Regions from separate parts of the Hordeum vulgare genome. Here region 1 is linked to region 2. Evidence: chromatin contacts called from public Hi-C data. All regions are on one chromosome and are shown on one strand. Each heading gives the region's core, a stretch centred on a gene start, on an enhancer-like site or on the middle of the called end of the contact. The rest is flanking DNA. Distances are from core to core; before and after follow the strand shown.

Evidence for each region. Hi-C and Micro-C count contacts between places; a contact is called where the count stands out from the background.
Region 1: a Hi-C map of leaf shows a contact between it and region 2, with 2.5 times the contacts expected there. The contact joins the promoter of LOC123400076 here to the promoter of LOC123400075 in region 2. A contact is called at or near these places in 2 of 6 Hi-C or Micro-C datasets (both in leaf).

Annotation. Positions count from the first base shown.
Region 1 is chr5H:500,099,300-500,104,783 of MorexV3_pseudomolecules_assembly, reverse strand. It overlaps LOC123400076 (pantothenate kinase 2), which reads right to left and starts at 1,679. Exons shown (of 22, transcript XM_045094475.1): 1 at 1,091-1,679; 2 at 433-645. The coding sequence starts at 1,340.
Region 2 is chr5H:499,851,557-499,857,642 of MorexV3_pseudomolecules_assembly, reverse strand. It overlaps LOC123400075 (MYB-like transcription factor ODO1), which reads left to right and starts at 4,703. Exons shown (of 2, transcript XM_045094474.1): 1 at 4,703-5,160. The coding sequence starts at 4,895.

The DNA.
Region 1 (5,484 bases), core at 430-2,929, 250 kb before region 2:
ATATGGTGCACTTCCAAAATGGATAGAATACAATAAGGAATGCAATGTAAGAACATGAAACGCACAAACTTGAGCATACCATCAGAATAAATATATGAAATATGAAACCAACACGTCAGCATATCCAATTAGGAAAACCAGAGGACTGAGAAATAAAGAAGAAATATGCACAAGTCACCCTCAAAATTATTAGCAGGTACGCACATGTTATGATAACTTTGATAACTATCCATATATATATATTGTCACTATGTTTATATAAGAGAGTATTATTTTCCTTTGTTTTACAATAGAACTATCTATCATCTTAACACAGTGCAATTATACAGAATACATGTAAAATCCATCGCGTGCAAGTTTTTAATTGTTTTCTATCAAAATACCAATGTATCAATTTGTATTTAAAACGAAGTAGTGCTAATATTTGCATACCGCCCCGGTGTAGTTGTTTGGAAGAAATGAAGTCCAAACATTCGTTTAGTTTCCCAGTCTCAAACTTGACAAAGTGGAGCCTCCCTCCAAGAACCGGGTAACTCCTCCTGGCACCAGTAAATATCTCAAGCCTTCTCTTGGTGGATAGCTTGCGTTTATCCTCGGTGGGCTGATCGGCATGCCGTGAGAAGTATACCAACTTTATAAGAGAGCCTAGAGGGAAAACGTACAGTTCAGATACCAAACAGACAGTTTGTAGCTCTCATTCAGACTGATGACCAGAAAACAATGTTGTGAACAAAAACACAAAAGCCAAAATGCAGGCTATTAATAGGAGTAATTAGCAAGAGCACGCATAGAGCGGTCTTCACAACGATCCGTACTGAGCGAGCAGCACGGTAATCCGGAGTTGGAAAGCCCCCGTCCATGGCTTGCATTTCATCTTTCATGCGCTGTTACTACGACCCGTCTTATTTCAGCTATTTATTTACTGAAAAGTGAAAAACAAGCTAGCGTCCTTCTTCATGCACTGCCTCCACACTCTACAGTAACCACCTCACCCGGTACGCTTAATGCGGCGACACTGCTGGCGGATGACATCGAATTCGAGCAGGAGAGGCGCGGAGGCAAGGTCAGTGTGAGAGCAGGTATGACGTACCGCCGATGTCGAGGGCGAGGTGGGAGATGTCGTCGGACTGGTTGGGCAGCAGGATGGTGGGGTTGCGGTCCTCGAGGGTGCCGTGGATGGCGGCGCCGCTGAGGTCGAGCTGCGGGCGCGAGCCGGAGCGGTTCATCGTGGTGGTGGTGGTGGTGGACGAGGCCGCCGGCGCCTTCCCCTTGGCCTCCGGCTCGTGCTTCACGTCGTCCTCGGGGATGGGGGGCTCGCTGCCGCTATTATTGGCCGCCATTCCAGGCCAGTGGATTTGATGTAGGAGGGGAGGGGAGGGGAGGGGGATGGATCAGTGCCGCCACCAACCGCCCACCTGCCGGCTACTGCTTTGGGGGGATCGAAAATCGCCAAGCAGCGCGAGACAAAAACGGAATCGATCGTTCGATCTCAAGGGGGAACTCTCAACTCAATTTGTGTGGGGAGAAACGCTGCAGGTTGGGGATGGATGGGGGGATCGGCTCTGCTCCTCGGTCTTCGGCCTCGCTCGCGGCGTGCGTCACTGGGTGCGTGGATGGGTGGACTCGTGGTCCTGGCCTGCGAGCACTATGGATGGACTCGCACTCGCGTGCGGCGCACAAATTCGCTGTTTTGACCCTGCAAGTTTAGCACTATGGATGGACTCGCGTGCGGCGGACTTTTAGACAAGTTCAGCACGATGTGACTCTATGTTAAACTTTTTTCCGGATCTGATCTCCTTGCTGTGACGGTAGGGGAGCACAGGTTATGGTCACTATGGCTGACGGTAAGGTCCGTCAAGGTTGACGACACCTTCTACGTGGATTAGGTTCCTATCGTCACAATCAATGATGGTAGGGTGTGCTAGCCTACAGTCACTATTCAGTCCGGTTAATCTCCTTCGGACTATGGGAAGACCACACATATCCATCAACTCAGTTCTTCCTCCTCTTCGCGAAACAAAGGCGACGGTGCCTTTCTCCACCTCTCGATCTCCCATGTCGATCTTCCTCCCCTATCCATCATTTTAGGAGATTTTTGAAGCAAGACGAAGAGGATGGTATGCTCATACAATCCCTCCAACTATTTGTTACAATATTGTTGTATTTTTTTACGTACTATTTGGCGCTAGGTGCTATCTAAGTCTTCCCTCTTTTTTTAAATTTGCTCTAGTTTAAATATGTTCAGTAGTATATGATGGAGTATTATCATTGTCTTGATGAATATATGAGATCAATGTATGGATATGATGGAAGTACTATTAATCTTGGATGAATAATTTGTATGGCATAGTCAAGTATTACTGTTCTATGTGAGTGAATGATGAATTCATATGGATGTTAAATGCATAATCTTTAGTATTGGAATTTATGGAAATCCATCATAAACGACCGGATAAATATATGCAAGTGTTAGGATGATTATGTTTATCTTGCTCACGTTCGAAGTTGTCAGAATGTTTATTCGTGAGAATGTTTATGAATGCAAATTTGTACTCTGAAGATAGATGCATTGCCAAATTGCAACATTTTTATGATGTTGGGTGTTTAGTTTATTTTTTCTATAGTTTAGCTAAATTTGTATGTGTAGATGATGTTGAGTCATATAATAAAACTATTTGTTATGTTAGGATAGCCGAGCATGAGCACAATGGACGTGTGTATACGGGACTTGACATGGCTTTCGACAAGAACCATCATATTCGTGCTCTCGAGCGTGGAGAGGTAACAAGTGAAGCCATAATAATTTTCATGTAAATGTTTCTTATATAAAGTAAGGTTCTAACATATTTGTTCAATTTTGACGGACACTTACGGTCATGCGAATGAGGAGTCACACGAAGGGTACCCAGATGACATATGGCGTGCGCTATGAGCCCTTCTTCGAGCGTGCTGGCCTCCTACCGTTTGTCCTTCAGTTCAAACGCGTGTCACCGGTGATGAACCATGCAGCTCTCACGGCATTGCTTGATCGTTGGCGGTAGGACACACACATTTTTCATCTCCCTTGTGGCGAGATGACTATGACGCTCGAGGACTTTGCCATGATCACAAGACTTCACATCGACCGCCAGGCTCTCACCGGACGAGTGGACAACAAGAACTGGTGTCAGAGGGTTACCGCTCTCATTGGTGACTGCTCTACCTCTCTTTCTCTATAGGGAAGGCAATAGGACAAACGGTGTCCCATTCGCCTGGCTCGAGGGCAATATGGCGGGATTCGACCGATGCCAACCTGGAGACAGTGGAGCAGTATGAGCGAGTGTGCGTGTGGCATCTCCTAACCCAAGTTGTTTCTGGAGATACATCCGGAGACGTTGCTCCTTGGATGTATATTGACTTCTTGGCCAACTCGGATCAGAATTACAGCTGGGGGTCTGCTGGGCTCGCCTACTTGTACCGTCATGTAAGTGCAATTCTCATCAACCATGGTAGTACGTCATAATCTTTACAAAGCTAACCAGCAATGAAATATTGGTTTGCATCTCGACGATGCTTGTAGGAAAACCATCCAGAAACCATGCATGGGCGGATGTATTTGGGGCCTATCCATTTGGATGTGGGAGCGTGTGCGAGTTGGACGTCCTGAATTTGACCCCAAAAACCCGAAACTGTGGGTAGACCTTCTTGATGAAGACCCAATACCCTGGGAAGACCAGGATGCTTTTCGACTCCTCACTGTGGCATTCTCCTGGGACAAAGTTAAAATGTTTGGTAGCGGGAAAAAGTCCTTGTACAAGAGCTGCATCAACGAGATGGACAACCTCACATATCGTGAGGTATATATACCCATCAATTTCTATCAGATATTCATGGAATACATTGGATCGACTAACTAACTCTTTTACAGGTTAACTGGAGGCCTTATGAGGCACAGAGGGGTTTTCCGCTGAACCAGATGTGTACGAGGGACAACCATCTTTGGCGGATCAGGTGCCCCCTCATATGCATTTTTGTTATGGGGTTACATCTACAACATTGAGTGGCGTTGCAATTTGGTAGGCGACAACTCACCCACCGGCGTTGCAATTTGGTTCAAACAACCCCAATCTCATGCCACCATCAACAACGGCCTTGTCGTCAATACTAAGATCACAAAATAATGGGGCACCTCTTTCCTTCCCCGTCACCTTCTCGAAAATTTCATTTTCTTGTGCAGTGAATCCATCCTCGTCAAATTCCTCCATAGGACCCTGGTCATGTGAGTCATACCCATACATATGGTTGTAGGGGAGGCTACGATCCATGTCTTGCGGCAGAATGACATCCAAGTTGCCAATGGGATTATAATGAATCTCTCCAGCTTCGCATAAGCATCAACATGGGCAATAGCATCATCGTAAACATGAGCATCATCATCATCAACATGAGTAGCATCAACATGAACCTCTTCCTCTTGAATTACCATGGCTCTATCATTCATCTCCGCTTCATTTGGTGGTTGACTAAAAGAATTGGGGACATACACCTCCAGCCGTCCATCATGTATTAGGGAGGTGGCATGTCGGTTCAAGTCAATTTGTACCACGGGAAGCTCAATCTTGGTGGCAAATAGTTCAAGTGATTTGTCTTGTGATTCAAGTACTATATATCCTTGTACACTTTCTAATGCAATTCCGAGGTGATAGGCATACTCTTGAATCGAGACTTCACCCCCACTCCAACAACATACCTTTCAATAAGCTTAACTTCATTATTTGGGTCAATCCAATTTAACACATTTTTAACTTTCATAACCACCTCCTCATAAGTTGGGGTTGAGTCAAAAACCATGGACTCTTCCCCTTCAACGGTATTGCCTTTCATAAATGTCTTCTTATCCAAATAATGTACATTAACGAGTATATCCATCTAAGTACATTGTAAAAAAGGTTAATGATAGGTCGGTAACATAATATGCATCAAGAAAGATCTATGCATTAAATCCAAATAACGACACAAATAACAAAATATTATTGCTTAACACTAACTAGTTACTAATCACATTGCCTAACCCTAAGCCTAAACCTAAAAAATGCCTAACAATAACTATAGATCGGTGTTGCAAACATGATGATTAGGCATACTAGACATATTTAAGCATAGAAACAACCCTATCATCCATCAAATCAATTGATTTCACACCAAAATGGCATAAAGTAGGGTTTGCATACAAGTAAGGAATGCCACCAAATTAGATGATTCCAGCCAACCAAAAAGAAGAGGGTTAGTGAGGTACCTTGAGTGATGAAAATTGGGCTCCATCCACTGAAGGAAACTCAAGCAATGAAGATGGATTTGGTGGAGGTAAGAATGGGGAAAGGGAGGGGAGAGCAGTTCAACTCGGGTAAGAGGGGGATTTGGGGATGAATGGGTGGCTGGTGGGAACCACCAACCCACGAGCAAAGCACTTATCTAGATCTGAGTACCCTACCGCCAACCTCTATG
Region 2 (6,086 bases), core at 3,454-5,953:
ATGGGGGGCAAACCCTAAGCCAGGTGGGCCTAAGGCCCACCAGGGGTGCGCCACACCCCTCCTCCCCCCCTTGGCTGCCGCACCAGCCCCCATCTAGGGCTGCCCCCCCCCAGGAGAGGGAAACCCTCAAGGCGGCGCAGCCCCTCCCTCCCCCTATATATAGTGGGCACTTTTGGCCATTGGAGATCAGACTTTTGCCTCTCTCTCGGCGCAGCCCTGCCCTTCTTCCTCCTCCTCTCTGACGGTGCCTGGCGAAGCCCTGCCGGGGGACCTCGTCTCTCCATCGACACCACGCCGTCGTGCTGCTGGAGTTCTTACCCAACCTCTCCCTCCTCCTTGCTGGATCAAGGTGCGGGAGACGTCACCGGGCTGCACGTGTGTTGAACGCGGAGGTGACGTAGTTCGGCACTAGATCGGCATCGCTGCGAGTACGACTCCATCAACCGGGTTCTAGCAACGCTTCTGCTTAGCGATCTTCAAAGGTATGAAGATGCTCTTACCCCTCTCTCGTTGTTGGTCTCTCCATAGGAAGATCTGAATATGCGTAGGAAAATTTTGAATTTATGCTATGTTACCCAACATAATTTGCCCGCGATACTCTACTCGCTGTTAATTTTTGTCGGCGCTTTCGGATGCGAAAAATATCTTTAATCGTCTCTACCATAGCGTCGAGTCCTTTGATGACTACGTCATCTTGAAGACAGATTTCGTAGGAAGGAGTGGTTTCTCTGGTTACGAGAAGTGCATGGCCGCATTGCAGATACTTGGATATGACACAACCGTTGATTCATGGGACGAATACCTATGGGTGTCTAAGAGCACATGCGAACACAGCATGATCATATTTGCTATTGTGGTGGTCTTGGTATTTGGATCTTAGTGCCTGAATGAACCTGTCGAGACACTGACAACCTCTTGGAAATGACTGAAGCAAGAGGGTGGTCAGGTTTGCTCGGATCTCTTGACTACATGCATTGAACATGGAAGAATTGTCCAAAAGCTCTACAATGGCAATGTTATGGTCATGTTAAGGATCCCGCCATCATTTTGAAGCAGCTGCATCACAATATCTTTGGATTTTACACGCTTCTTTTGGCATGTCCGGGTCTCACAATGACATTGATGTGCCACAACGATCTCCATTTTTTGCTAGGTTGGCTGAAGGGAAGGGTTCTCCTTGCAACTATAGTGGCAATGGTCATGAATATAACATGTACTACTATCAGATTGGCGGTATCTATCGTTCTTGGGATACCTTTGTCAAGACCATCTCTGAGCCACTTGGTGAAAAAAAAGGTCTCACATTGCCCAAAAACAAGAAGCGATTAGAAAGGATGTTGGGAGTGCATTTGGAGTTCTCTAGACCTGTTTTGCAGTTGTTCATGGACCTGCTAAATAATGAGATCCGAAGACTTTATGGGAGGTGATTACATGTTGTATGATCATACACGACATGATCGTGGAGGATGAGGGTAAGGATACTGCCACATCACTTGAATTTGAGAATATGTGTGATGCTATCAAACTTCCAGAGAAGAATTCGACCATGTTTGGTGAGTTTGTTCAAATACATCATCAAATTTGTCATCGAGCAACTCATGACAAATTGAAGAAGGTTTTGATTAAAAATCTCTAGGTGGTTAAAGGGGACAACTAATACATATGTGCTAATTGAGTTCAAGTTTAACTACTTTAATTTTAAAACTTTTTTGAATTGTAATTTTTAAATTAGGACTACCACCGCATTTGAACAATTTTAAATAAACTATGATTTGGTATGCGGTTATTTTGAGCTTGGTGGCTTTACAAAAAGGGGTAGACTTTTGCGGCTAGTTTTAGATGGTCGGCTCCCGCATCAGTGTTCGTGGACTGGTCTTCATTAGTCTCCGGACGAATACGATGTCCAGCTTGAGGGTCAGCCTGTTGGAGATGCCCTTACAGCCTCCCTCGAAAAAGCTTAATTACTGCTTAGGAAATTATAGATTGATTTCTACCCTTTACCCTTGGTTTTTTTGTTTATCTTTGATTGAGTTGTCACATATAAAATTTTCTACCGCGTTTTACCATGAAATTTCTACATTGTCTCAAATTTAATCTCAATTAAACAGTTTACCCAAATTCTGATTAACCGGGACCAATTGACAGGCCAACAGAGTGACCAATATTTCAACCCATAAGCACATATTAGTTGGGTGGGTCCTACCTACTCACGCCACTCGACCCGTATCCTCGGCTGCATGGTGACTCCAGCTTCCTCCCGCCCGCTCGCTTTTGAACTCCAACTGTCATTCCTTAGATTCATAGAGTTGTTATGGCTCGATCAAACCATCAATATTTTTTAGATAAGAAGGTTGAAGCTCCCGACCTCTGCATCATTGTGATGCACACAACCATTTGTTTTGATTATTGAGCAGTATACAAAGCAAATTTAACTATGACCAAACCACCAAATAGGCGTGGTCAAGTGAGCTTGTGTGGGGTTGCGGGTTGTGCAGGAAGGGTCGGATGCAAGTCCGGTCATTCGGGTGCAGTTTTACATAAAGGACCCAGCAAGACATAAAAATAAGAACCCCAAATATGTCAGTTGTCTTCGACAAGAACCATACACACCAAAAAGGACTTTATTGTAGAAAGGATCATCGATGCCGCCATGAGAACTCCTAGAGAGAATTCTTCTTGAGTGAAGCCATTTGAACCACACAACTATAGGGATCTTAAAACGATGAATGCACCTTAGCACTAAGAACTAGGTCCATGGATCAGCGAGAGCTCGATCGGTTGCCAAAGAAGGAAATTACTGCCCGTTGTCACCACGAAGGAAGAAGCCTTGCAGAAGAACCAACGCATCGCAAGGTCAAATCAAATATGCATGCAACCATCAAAGATCCGCCTCCACTCGATCCCCAAAAATTGCAAAGAACACACCCCTAGAATAAGGACGAAGTCGGGAAGACTTATTCGATAGGGAGGTCGCCACCACTGTCTTAACTTCCGAGGACACATCTAGCAGGTTTGCGCTTTTAAGTTGGTATCCAAATCACTAACTACGTTGGCCTGATAAGTGGGTCTAACTAGTCAAAACCGGAGTATTTTGTTAACCAGGCCAAAACTTGACACAATGTGACAACTACAAAGGGGATGGCAAACGAAAGCATTTTGCTGGCAGTTTTAATTATGACGTGAGATCAAAGAGTGACATTTTTTAGAAGAAAATACCTTTCTCAGAAGAAACTGTCATGTTAATGTTATGCATCTTTGAAGAAACTGCCAGCAAAAACATTTGTGTCATCTCTCCAAGCGAATGTTTGCTGCTATCGGTGTCCTTGTTTATTTTCTACCTTTCGAGATGCTCCCTCCTTTTCGATTTATTGGGTTCATCTCATTTTATTGGTTTTTCCATATTATAAGTCTTATTTTCACTTCTTTTTATCACATGTTCACATTCTAATGTGCATTAAATTGATGCATGCAAGGATTAAAAGAAACCAACCAATGCATGTAACCATTCCTACTCATTTAGCGGTCATCCATGCATACATTCCTCTACTCACCATCTACTTGGTTTATGAGATTTTAGATTTAAGCACCGGAAAGAGGGGAGTAATATTCTTAGGCTGGTCATAGTGGGGAATATCATATAGTAGTATCATGCATATGATAATATTGTATGATACTACATTTATAGTGCATAGTATCATAAACTAGTATCATAGATGACCTCATTTATTGACATGCATGACACATATAGCATAGTATTTAACATGTTACGGTATCTATTTATGTTACTCTAACCCTCTCTCTCTCTTCTTTAATTGTCTGCCACATCAGCATGTTTGCTATTTCCAAGTACATGATACTATCTTAGTTACTCCCACTATGGTCAGCCTTAGAGCAAGTACAATAGAGCTGAGTCAGCTGGCTATAAGAAATAAACTAATATTTTTTTGTTTAGTTAGAGGAAAGAGAAGAGGAGAGAGAAGGTAAGCAGGCTCTTAGCTAAGAGCCGGCTCTAGCACGTGCTCGTATGCATTTTGTGAGTATGAGAGGTGAACCATATAATAAAAAAGTAGTACACTTTTGTAATGAACTATTATACATGTTGGCTATAAGATAGGCTATATATGACATGGCAATAGCTTATAGCCAGCAGCTGGCTATACTATTGTACTTGCTCTTAGTAGCAACGGCATACAATTGACAAACAAAGAGCAGGAGGGACTCCAACAAGATTAATTAGTTGCAACTTTCAAGTGACAAACGGATTGATCAACTTTCAAGTCAGAAGAAATCACTCCACTTTTGTGACATGTATTAGGCGGCACATAGACACATAGTACGTAGTACACAACTTGTTCCTATATGGAATGTGTATGTGCCACCAGTATGCATACATACCGTTTTCGACATATGACAAGACCAACACCCAAGCCGATCGAGTAAAGCAAGATTCTACCAAGCCCTTTTTTAACTGTTGGGGAGAACAGAGAAACCGCGAGAGGCTTCTAATAGCAATCCTTTGCGCAAAGCAAGATTCGAAAGCAGCAAGGTAGGTGTACAGTATGCGGGTTGTGTCTCTCAGCTCGGACGACCAAGTGCTCCTCGTGGGCTCAGCCTGTCTCCTCCCTTGGCCGTCACCATCACCGCGGATTAAAAAGAGATCCATAGCCATCCCCATGGACGGAGCTATATATACGCACACGCCACGGTTGCAGCTCCGGCGCACTTGTCACACTGCTCGATCGATGTGCGTTGCATGCTTTGCCTTTGCAACCCCGCCTCCGCCCCCTGCCCAAACCAAAGCCATCACACCGCACGGCCGAGAAAGGGCGAGGTTGGTAGCGCGCTCGCGGCCGGCCTTTTAAGAGCCGGCAGCAGCAGCGGGAGGTAGGAGACGATGGGGAGGCAGCCGTGCTGCGACAAGCTGGGGGTGAAGCGCGGGCCGTGGACGGCGGAGGAGGACCGGAAGCTGATGGGCTTCATCCTCGGCAACGCCGGGCGCTGCTGCTGGCGCGCCGTGCCCAAGCTCGCCGGCCTGCTGCGCTGCGGCAAGAGCTGCCGCCTCCGCTGGACCAACTACCTCCGCCCCGACCTCAAGCGCGGCCTCCTCACCGACGACGAGGAGCGGCTCGTCGTTGACCTCCATGCCAAGCTTGGCAACAGGTAATTAATACTCCCTCTCTATCTATACATAATTGTAGCTGAGGAAAACTAGAGAAAGTAAATGATAATCCATCCCACACTTGCATGCATGTACATATACACAAAGGGAAACATGCATGAGAGTCATCACTTCACACGCATGCATGCATGCATATATGGATCGATGATCACGTAGCAATATGGCGGCTTAGCTAGGCTTATCCTCTAGCTTCTAGGGTAAGAACAAGAATAACCCGCTACAGTAAGATAGGATATATCAGTATCCATGCATTCATATGGTGCTTAGTCAATGTGCACGAAAAGGACCTGACCAATACTATCTGGGGTCGATGGAACTGCCTAGAGAGTAACCAGTATAGATGTATATATGTACTAATGTGAAGTCCCACTCGATCGATCGCTGTTGAGTCCAAACAACTTCAACTGCCAAGAGCACACACACCAAATCTTAGATTACTTGAAACCGAAGTGATCGATCACTCGTGTGAGCTACAAGGTAGTATATGTACGTATTTGTTTTTTAAGGAGCTAGTACTCCCCCGTCTTTATTTACTTCGCATATTAGGTTGTCTAAAGTCAAACTTTATATACTTTCAACAAGATTATAGAAAAATGTATTAGGTATGATTGAAATCAAACTTTATCATTGGATTCATTATTGCATATATTGTTACCTCATACAAATTTGTTACTGTGAATGTTCATATTATTTTCTACAAAGTTGATCTAATTTTATAAAATTTGACATCAGTCAAAGTTAATATGCAGAGGAAATAAAAAAAAGAATGGAGAGAGTACGTAGCTTGAATGCTCGATAGAGACCTATGCATGTGGCATCGATCGTGCCTAGGCAGTACTAGTAAGCAGTAACTATTAGCCCACTCATTGGATCGTAGCTGTGAAGATTTATAAATACTCCAGATACA